Regions from separate parts of the Arabidopsis thaliana genome. Here region 1 is linked to region 2. The links are chromatin contacts, called in public capture Hi-C maps. All regions are on one chromosome and are shown on one strand. The core of a region is the stretch at or near the end of the contact, and the rest is flanking DNA. Distances in the headings are between cores, read along the strand shown. Region 1 holds the start of CML41 (calmodulin-like 41). Region 2 holds the start of AT3G08135 (a long non-coding RNA gene).

Region 1 (5,732 bases), core at 409-2,908, 60 kb before region 2:
TTTTGTTTGGTTTGGTTTGGTTTAGATCGTACCATGTACGAGACAATGTCTTGCAGGTTTTTTAGTGGTCGATTTTTTTCTTCATGTTTTGTATTTTTCAGTTTTCATAATGATGATGGATGTATATTTCTGATTCGATTTTTATACCATTTTAAATGTTTCAGTGACTTACTACTATCAACAATAGTCTAAATTCTCTACCAAGATTAACAGAAAACAGCTCACAAGGTAAACCCTATAATTAGGTTCTAAATTCTTAACCTTAAGAAATACAAACTTAATCATAAAATCTAATAAACTGGAAAATCTTAAGCTCAAACCCTTAATAAAAATTAAATTCTTAACCTGAATTTTTGAATGAATTTGTTTAATATAAAAGTGGTTAAATAGAAACTTATTGAAAAAGGGATCTATGATGGGCCTAATGACCCAACATACGTCTGAAGCCCAATTCAATAGTTTTCCCAACTTTTTTGGTATATATATATATATTCTTTTTTTAATCATTAAAAGGCAAATTACAGCATCGGAGAGAATTGTACTATAACTCGTATAATATACCAATGCATTTCAAACCCAAAAAAAATAACGACGAAGAATGAAGAATAAATGGCAAATGTTCAGCAGAGCCAAAGACAGAATAAATACTCCAACTTTCAATTAATGGTCTGTCTTTGCATCATTTCTATTAAATTATTAGTGGGCATATCTCATAAATAGATGCCTACAATACTGTAAATACACATAGAATAATTCCCACTTTATTTTTTTTGGTCATTAACATAAATCAAGCTTAAATATGAATTCTTCATTCATAAATTCATTCCAACACTACTAAAATTTCACCACAATTCAATAATAGCACTTCTAACATAATCCCTATATTCAAACTCACACACACTACTCCATAAACATTTTTCGAGCATATAGTAGGGTAATTACGTAAAAGAAATATTTAATTACACTAAACCGTCATCATTTGACGAAACTCATGAAAATCAAGAATTCCATTACCATCTATATCGTAAAACTTTATCATGGCTTCACACTCTCCGTACGTTCTTGATTCCCCTAACTTCACAAGCATCTTTTGCAAACCCTTTGGTGTTATGCAGCCTGATCCTTTTTCCACCTCGAACATCTCAAACGCTGTCTTCAACTCTCCATCGCCATCAACTTCACCGTCACCGTAAAGATCTCTTCTTGTCATCAATCCAACAAAGTCCTCAAACCCTAGAGACCCGTCTGCGTCAGTGTCAACTTCGTTTATCGCCTCTTGAGCTGCCTCGTGAGATATATACTCACCGACAGAGCCGAAGTAATGTCTGAGCTCAAAGGCTGAGATCTTACCGTCGCCGTCGCTGTCGAAATGGCTGAAGACTTGACGGAGCTCTTCTTTGGAGGCCTGGTGACTCTTTATGTTGTTGTTGTCATCACTGTTGCTTCTTGGAGAGTTTAAGGTTGACGAAGAGTTTGATTTTGGTGATCTTCGTCGGTTTTGGAAACTAAGGTTTAACTTTAAGGTTTTGGTGGAAAACCATTTGAAAGAATTGGAGGAAGGTTTCTCTTTTTGAGTTGCCATATCATTGAGTTTATATGCTGTAGTGTGTTATTCTATTTAGCCTTTAAATCACCTCTATATATAACATGAGAGATTCACCATGTTGATAAATTTATAAGACCATCTCTATTGTGGGTATCTCATAAGAATTTCTCACAATTAAAAAAATAAAAATAATAAAAATGAAGGAGAGAGAGTGTAGAAAGTTTCTCAAGTGAGAAACTCTGAGATACTCTGAGATACTTTGTACAACCCATCATGACAATTCTCATCTTACTATTGGTTTAATTTTTTAACAAAAATACTTTTTTAATAAAAATAATCAAATTATAATATAATATTAATATTTTTTTTGTTTGAAAAACTTTGTAGGTTTCTCATGGATGGAGATGTCTTAAGTGCATACATAATATGATAATAATATAAAATATACATTATCTAGGAAAGTTTGTTTCTTGTGACAATCGTATCCTGATTTTGATTTAAGTATTCACATTTTTTTGGACAATTACTGATTATTATATTTTAAACATATTTTCTAGAATTTAGTGTCTCTTAATATATTCACTTTAGGAGGAAAAAAAAACAGAACTATGGACATTTGGTTCATTCATTTCGGATTGGAAAATATAGCTTACGTCTCCAAAAAGTACTTATCCAAACAATATTCAGTAGTTTGAATTGAAGGAGCATTTGATAAAATACTTGTCATGTCTAAACTTTAGCTGGTGGGAGTGGGATTATATGTAGAGTTAAATTAGAATTTCGAAAAAGTATAGAATGAAGGGATACATAAAATATAGTAAGAAGACATGCAAGTCATTTTCCGAGAAAATCCAAGTGAACAAAAAAGAGGTCCATGTTTTGTCCTCCAAGGGAATTTCGAAGAAGGTGCTTTTAGATATGTGTGATGGCGTAGGCTCAGAGATTAAATGATTAGATGGGTAAAAGACAAAAGCTGTAAGAAATTTCATCGCAGCTTCCTCTAGCGATAATTAATCATTTTATATGACTTATCTCTATAAAATTCGATTGACTCTTCTTGTTGCATGCATTACATTTTAGTAATCAATTACTAGCTTTTAGGTGAACACACATTCCTAATCTCAAGAATAACCAAATTAGTTTGATGCAAACCCGATAATTCACCACTAATTTGATTCCAACACTATATATACCGTTAATTTGATGCATTCATGTCTTTCATTATCTTTGTTTTGTTTATAACTTCTGATATCTTAATATACAACTAGATCATCCTCGCAGAGCCACACGAAACAAGCTGTCTTCCTAATCACTATTGGTTTTTTCCCCCTCATAAGTTACACCACAAACAAATTTAACCATTTGCTTTATATGATGTCTTTGTTATTATAGGTAATGAAAAGAGAGTATACCTAACTTGTAAGCCAGGAAAAACAAAAAAACAAATGTGTTTAGACTTGTTAAGAAAAACGCATTGGACTACCCTAATTATATTTTATATCAAATACAAAATATAATGTACTCACCAAAAACAAATACAAACTACGTATATTGAAATCCAAATTAACCTAAATACAAGCCCAAAATGTTCATTAGGCCCAATATTACGGAGCCATAAGCGGGCCTATGTAAAGCTGTTACAAGCCTCGTTTTTCTCAAGCTTCACCCCTTATCAAGCCTCGATATCTTGTAAATTTGTGACAAATTAGTTGGAGTTTTACATACATTTTAATATGAATGCGTTAGTGTAGTAGTTTGCTTTAACATCGTTATCACATTGACAAAAAAAACGAAAACTTTTAGATTTGTTATTTCACTTTACAAGGTATCACAAAGTTCAGTTAACTTATTTGAAAATTTTAAGTTATCATCAATTTTGGAATGTCTAAGGTGAAAAACCTAAACCACTAAAATAAAATAAAATTTCTTTAATGATGGGATGGATAAGTTGTGGGCTTTGTATATTCATGTCAATGTATGGCCTCTCTCGTATGCCGAAGCTTGCACTCAGAAAACGTGCGTTTCCTTGCGCGTTAAAGTCTTGATGTCGTACACGAAAACTAGGGAACAAAAAAAACGTCTGTCCGATTTTGACTAAAACAAAAAAACGTAATAATCTTCGTCTGTCAAATTTTGTTTGTGACCCGATTAGGCCATGAGAGTTGGTTAGGCTGATCTTTGGCATATTGTTCACCGGCCTAATATGTCACTCATATGTAATATGCATATTTGACTTTTCAACGTTTTAGTAGTGATCAGATCTTTTTAATGAAAAATCTTATAGAAGATACTTTATTAATTGTCTGTTAATTTGAAATCTACGATAAATATATAGTCATCAACAAGTCTATGCATGAATTTTAACGTTCATATATGTGATTTGTTTCATATATGCATTTGGAGAGGAAAACAAAGAGGAGAAATAAAAAACTGAGAGAAAAGTGGGAACGTGGTGGAAACGGAGATTTTAGTCTCGTTGGTAATGGGACACCCTTAAGAAAGACGATACCAAATGTGTTTAGGTCTCTTTGAATAAAGATGGGAAAGGAGACATCATAAGTTAATGCTATTTCCATTCCCAACTTCCACGAAGTGTCAAAAATATTCTTCTTGCACGACAAATTTGGTAAAACTACTCTTAAGTTACCTCCTTTAAGAACTCAAACCCCTAAACCTACTTGACTCAATCCCTCACACTTCTTTTTCAAAGCCATCAATATCTCTTTAATCGCAACTGAGTTCGATGAATCAAAGGAAAAATTTAGAGAGAATGCACCGAGTAGAAGTTAAGGGATTAACGCTTATATATTTGGGATTTTTTCAGCTTTAGTGTCATTTTTAACCAGATAACTTGGGGTTTTAATTTATTTGGTATTTGTTAACTAAATGTTTGGTCTTTAAAATTTAAATAGAATAGTTAAAGCATTTTTCGGTGTACGTTGAGTATTAAAATAGCACTTTTCGATATCAAATAGACTAATACTATATCTATATAGATCATGTTAACATGTTATATATAATCCTTGAGTTGACCTAACGAAAGGATCTAAATAACATGCATGTTCATTGGTATACTACACTATTGCATATTAATCCGTCGAGATCCAGACGTAATCTCTATTGAGTTGACCCACACGCATCATTTTCTATATTCGTGAAAAATACATAGCCATGTATAATGTAGTTATAGCATGTGCTTATCAATCATTCAATTATGTGATTTAATCTTATAATCGCACGTATATATGACATAGATTTATAGATTTACATATATACCTTCACGTATCTATATATATGACATGTCCATAAATCCAGTAGAAATCGTAAGATAATGTGTAAGTCTAAATATCAAAATATATAAAACAAATTGTATATAAGTCTACGTGAGTTCTATTCTCAGCGATCAATAAGTCTACGTGAGTTCTGTTTACCAAATTAGACATATCAAACCTAAGATCCATTTGAAGTTTTGAACATTATTGAGTGACAGAAATAGAAGAATCATATATAGACTAAGACTTGTAGTTGCTTCCTTGTTTAATCAAGTAGTCGACAACGCGCTGACTTGTTGACTTTTGATGTGTAGTAATTAACTACAAGACAACCTCGTAATTCTTGGCCGGCGAGTTTATTTCATTTACGCAAGGAAAAAACAACCAAATTACTGGATACTATTTGTACTATATGAATATTAAGTACAATGATCAAAGCAACTATTATGGTATTATTGACTAGACAGGATACAGCTCAAAATTATGGAATCGAACAAAAAAAACTGCAACTACCATATGACAATATCGTCATTAGAATCACTATCTGCCAAATCATATTTATTCTGCATGACTTGTATATAGTTTTAATATAGAAAGTATTATTAAATTAACTATCAAAGTCTCAATTCACACGACAAAAAAAAAAAAAAAAACTTTTAGATGTTACATTATCGAAGATAAATTCTTTACAACTTTGACTAATATTTTGAAGAGAAAAAAAAAGCCCATACAATCACAAATTATTTGACTATTTATATAAATCTACGCAAAATTTTAAGATATATAGAAAAATATACAAAAGATCACATTATAAAACATAATAAAATCATTAACATTGTCAATCTTGTTCACTAGAAAACCTTCAATGATGCTACATTGAAATGCTTCATCTAAAAGATTAGTAAAAAATTAAC
Region 2 (5,525 bases), core at 1,405-3,904:
TTCAGGTACATTTATTTTTTTTTGCTGTAAAGTCACAAACTCTCATTATAGGTTTTTAATTTTATTTTATGTGTTAAATAAAATATCTAAAATGGTTGTGTAGTCACGAGCAACGATATTGAAGTTCATTGAGAGGAAAATGGAAGAGAGAAAATTGGATATCAAGGAAGAAGATCAAGAAGAAGAAGAAGTGAAAACAGAGGATGAAGCAGAGATGAGTAAGAGTGATCATGTTAGGAAACAAAGAACAGACGATGATCTTTTGGGATGGGTTTTGAAACATTCGAATTTATCGACGGAGCAAATTCTCGATCTCATTCTTAGTTTGTTATTTGCCGGACATGAGACTTCTTCTGTAGCCATTGCTCTCGCTATCTTCTTCTTGCAAGCTTGCCCTAAAGCCGTTGAAGAGCTTAGGGTAAGATAATTATAACAGCACAAGTTAATTACTACCAAATTGTTACGTATTATATAAGTTATTATAGAATTATTCTATTAGAATATACGATGAAAAAAGTATGTATATTTAATTGTCACTAATTTTATGTTTATTGATTTATACTTTTGAAGGAAGAGCATCTTGAGATCGCGAGGGCCAAGAAGGAACTAGGAGAGTCAGAATTAAATTGGGATGATTACAAGAAAATGGACTTTACTCAATGTGTATGTTACTATCATTCTCATTATTTATTCTATGTTCATATGATTTATGATGAAACCAAAATTATTGATTTTTTTTTTGGTGTGTGTGAAGGTTATAAATGAAACTCTTCGATTGGGAAATGTAGTTAGGTTTTTGCATCGCAAAGCACTCAAAGATGTTCGGTACAAAGGTAAAACTTTACGTACAAAATTTTTAAATAATGAAATCCGGAATATTGAAATCTTATTGGATGAAAAATATTAAAATAATTTACATTTCTTAATGTTGGAAAAAAAGGATACGATATCCCTAGTGGGTGGAAAGTGTTACCGGTGATCTCAGCCGTACATTTGGATAATTCTCGTTATGACCAACCTAATCTCTTTAATCCTTGGAGATGGCAACAGGTAAATAAAAAGTTTCTCTCGTTAACTATCGAAAATTAGTGTATAGTTTTTTCATCTATTGCATGAATAGATACGTCCTACGTGATTTACCTATCTATAGATACTATACGAGAACTATTAATCTGGCAAAAACTTTTTATTATTATTATCTTTCAAGTTAGATCTTAACACGTCATGGATCATTGATCACATGAAAGCATATAAATTAAAAATAAGAGAGAGAAAGAGACGTGTTGGTGTAAGTGTACGTGAAGACAATTAATTAGTAGGATGGTATGTCTTTAATGACGTAGGAGCTGCCTAAATATTCTTATAATCGTGACCGTTGATTTATTATTAGTCACGGCTTTGATACAATTTAAGATTTGACGGACGATGGTACCACGGCTTTGACGGATCTCACACGCCCGATGACTTGTACGTGCGTTAGATTCTGCCACGTTGACTGGTTTTAATACTTAGATTTATAACTCTATTAATTATAACAACTATCAAATCGGCGAATTAGAGAAATATACTATATAGTATTATTATGATTATTATGAGATAATACTTTATGAAATAAGATAATAATGGTAGTCATGATGTTATAGTGAGTGGGGAAGGTAAGAGGTGGTGAGAGATGATTAATGACCCACGTGGTGTGGTGCCAACAAGCACGTGTTCTTCTTCCTTTTTTCTTCCAACTTCTTTTTTTGGGGGTTTATTGTGATCTATAAAATCGGTTTGTCGTTTTTTTTTGTGACGAGCAGCAAAACAACGGAGCGTCATCCTCAGGAAGTGGTAGTTTTTCGACGTGGGGAAACAACTACATGCCGTTTGGAGGAGGGCCAAGGCTATGTGCTGGTTCAGAGCTAGCCAAGTTAGAAATGGCAGTGTTTATTCATCATCTAGTTCTTAAATTCAATTGGGAATTAGCAGAAGATGATAAACCATTTGCTTTTCCTTTTGTTGATTTTCCTAACGGTTTGCCTATTAGGGTTTCTCGTATTCTGTAAAAAAAAAAAAAGATGAAAGTATTTTTATTCTCTTCTTTTTTTTTTGATAATTTTAAATCATTTTTTTTGCCCAATGATATATAAAAATTTGGATAAATAATATTATTGGATATTCGTTTTTTAGTTCGGGTTTGAGAAAAGGGTTTCGACTTTCGAAAGTGGACGATGTATATAGATTGGGAGCTAGGTTGAGTCTTTGGACATTTGTATTGGATGTTGTTGATTATTAGTGTCGACACTATTAAACCTTAAATGGGCTTTCTATAAGGCCCAATTATATTACGATTATAACAAAGTGACAACTTTTACCTCGTTTTTGATCCGAAGCAATAACAAATTGTCAAATACCAAACACAAGAATTATGTAAACACTCGTGTGTGTCTAGTGGGAAATCATTGGGCTGGAGACTGAACATCAGAACACAAGAAACCTGTCAATTATGGATACACCTCCTATGACGGTTTCCAAACTTTATCTTGATTCTTATCGTGTTACATTGACACAAAGAGTTAGGTGTCAAAAGGACTAAATGAATAACAATAGCTCTCAGGATAAGAAGGTTCATAAAATGGTTTCTTTATTTTGAGAAGAAAGAGAGAGGAGCTTTTACTGTTTCTTGGGTCCTATTCCTTTAAATGAGAGGGTTTCGTTTTTACTTCTTCTATCTCATCATCTTTAGGATCCTCTTCTAGACGAGTAAAGTAATCCTCGTTACCAAGCAATGGGTCTCCTCTTTTGAAGACAGGGTCTTTTCCAAGTCCTAGTTCAGGCCAAAGCTTCGGTACTTACAGAAGGATGTAGCGGTATTGATCTGTATGAAGGAGACTCTCTAAAACTTAAGATCATGATTTGAAAACTTACAAAAAAAGGGATTGACTTAATTGTTTTCATCAGTTTTAATAACATGATTTTGAATTTACGTCTTATTGTTTTTTATATGAAAAATACAATTAACAATAAAATTGAGCAAAAAAAAGGGAAAATACAACTAAAACATAAGTAAAAGATAAACTACGGTTTAAGTTGTTTACACAGATGTGTTTTGTATCAAATGAAAGAGACTCTCCATATCATATCTCTTTTACTACCACGTCCCCATTTGGTTAGTCGATTAGAAAAAGTTGAAATAAAAAAAAATAAAAAAAAATAAACAAAAAACTCTTTTAATAAAGTATGATATTGCAAATTCTCAAATTTCATGAAGGTTTTCATCTTCTCTTCTATATTTTTTTTCTCAATGCAATGCATCAACTAATGTTAGCTCGGTTAAAATAGTAAACAGAAGAAATTACACTATAAGAAATATATATACACAACTTTGGAGGAAAAATCATTTTAACAAAATTAAAATAAAAAGTAATACTGAAAATTTTAAGTTTTTTATAGAGTGAAACAAACCATTTTAACAAAAATAAAATAAAAACAATTTTAGTGCATTGCAGACTTTTGCGCAACTAAAGTGTCTTTTTTAAACACATCATAATTTATAAACTTCAAAATTAATATTTTTAATTATTTTCGAGCGTTATATTAACAATTATAGATAAATTATATATATAATTTTATGTAAATATCATTCCATATTCAAAAATAAAACTGAATATATATAATTCACTCATTGTGGACAACTTGCTAGTATATACGTATAAACAGAGTTAAGATTCAAGACACAAAGTACTAGAACGATCAAGAGAGTGTGGAATAAAATTTACCTAAAGGTACTTGATTGAACTCAATTATGTTTGGTCTTGCATCATCTAAAAGCCTTTTCGCATCACCATAAGCAATAATAGAGTGTGAACCATGAAAACGAAGAGAATCATAAAATGTGCATGAATAGCACCAAATTGGATAACATCTGGACTCGGGCAATCGTCAATGTCCCATAACAATGTCGTCTTCGCTTCTGCAATATAGAAAACGAGATGGATGAATACTAAGATTTTATAGTAATTAGTGAAACTATAGAGAAATATAAACTCAATATCCTTAATTACCTTGGTCTTTCTTGGAGGGTCGAAACATGGTTTTCAACAAATTTAGAGACAAATAAACTTTCTCATTTGGATTTGTTTGTTTTTGATTGTGCGTGCTAAGAACCTAAGACCACCTCCAATAATATTTCTATAGGAGTCTTTAAGCATAAAATTCTTACGAAAAAGTTAAAAAATAAATCAAAACTGATAATTAATGTAAGGGACGATCCTTAAATTAAAGTTTTTAGAGTTTGTAAGAGACTCATACGTGTCATTGTACTATTGGGTAGAAAATATGAGGGAAAATAATCTTTTTTTCTTTCCGATGATTGTTGAAGGCAAGAATCTTGAAATTTTAACAAACAATTTGGAGAAAAGAAAGATAGACGGGGTGATTGGATTAGACTTTTAAGACTTTAAGAAGTTTTTAGAAGTTTTAAAAGTTTTTTTAACCCAATCAAACATTTTTGGTTTTCATAAATTTTAAAGCCTTTAAAGTCTTTTTTTCTTAAACTCTTTGTTTTCAATATTTTTTGAAAATCACGTATAGGTGACTTTAGAAATAAAGAAATAAAAAGTTTATAGTTTTTTTCTTCTTCTTTCTAATATGTATATAAACTCTCATAACATTTCACAAATAAATTATTTTTTGAAAAAATCTAATTGATTTATAATTGATTTTTTTCTTGTTCTTTTAAAATCTATTTTCCTATATATTTGGTAGTTATTTTAAAATCGTAATTTATACAAAATTTCCTATGGAATTCATTGATAAATGTTTATAATTACTGTTTAATTTATATTCTTTTAAGATCCACTTATGTATATTAAAGAACATCAAATATTACATTTGATGCAAAAGCAAAGAAATATGAATGTATAAAAAATTTACCATAAAGTTTTTTTGTGTGAATGTAGTTGTTATATCACAGTTCGAGTTATATTTGCTATAATTTATATTATTTAAAATTATAAGTTTTACAGTTACAATTTCTACAGTTTTGGTGTTACCTATCAGATTTTAACCGTTAAAGTCTATACTGTTAAAATTTTTAAAGTCAAAATTTTTATAATCAAAGTTTTTACCGTCAAAGTTCCTACAGCGAAAGTCTCTACAACCAAAATTAACAGTCGTTACCAATCGGCCCTAAAGATAGATAATGATATCTTACCGCTGAAATCTTCTCCCTCGTAATACATGGTTTTGACGGATTGATCGAGACAATTAGAGAGTGATAAAAAAAAATCTGTGGTTGAGTTAGGGTTTAAATACGTAATCAGGTGACACGTTAAATTATCTAATTGTACTTTACCAAAAATTATATAATTGTAATTAATTAAAATGCCAAGAAAAAAGAAAAAAAAAAACAGTGCAGATAGACATATGGTTGATTAACACACTGTATTATCCATTTATTTACAGTGAAATAAAATATGATTAAATAAAACAAAAACAGAAGCCTCCAAATATTTGGAGGCTGATTACGCCAACTAGTCCCC

Evidence for each region. Capture Hi-C pulls out chosen DNA fragments and counts their contacts.
Region 1: a contact with region 2 is called in a capture Hi-C map of shoot, with 2.6 times the contacts expected there. A contact is called at or near these places in 2 of 26 Hi-C or Micro-C datasets (rosette leaf and vegetative nucleus) and 2 of 3 other capture datasets (seedling and shoot).

The regions. Positions count from the first base shown.
Region 1 is chr3:18,869,837-18,875,568 of TAIR10.1, reverse strand. CML41 (calmodulin-like 41) reads right to left here and starts at 1,658. Exons shown (of 1, transcript NM_114937.3): 1 at 733-1,658. The coding sequence starts at 1,582. The coding sequence ends at 965. It overlaps AT3G50780 (BTB/POZ domain protein), which reads left to right. Exons shown (of 2, transcript NM_114938.4): 2 at 1-170.
Region 2 is chr3:18,810,785-18,816,309 of TAIR10.1, reverse strand. It overlaps AT3G08135 (a long non-coding RNA gene), which reads right to left and starts at 2,654. Exons shown (of 1, transcript NR_141395.1): 1 at 2,416-2,654. It overlaps DWF4 (Cytochrome P450 superfamily protein), which reads left to right. Exons shown (of 8, transcript NM_114926.4): 3 at 1-5; 4 at 104-418; 5 at 571-663; 6 at 755-833; 7 at 941-1,050; 8 at 1,803-2,361. The coding sequence ends at 2,048.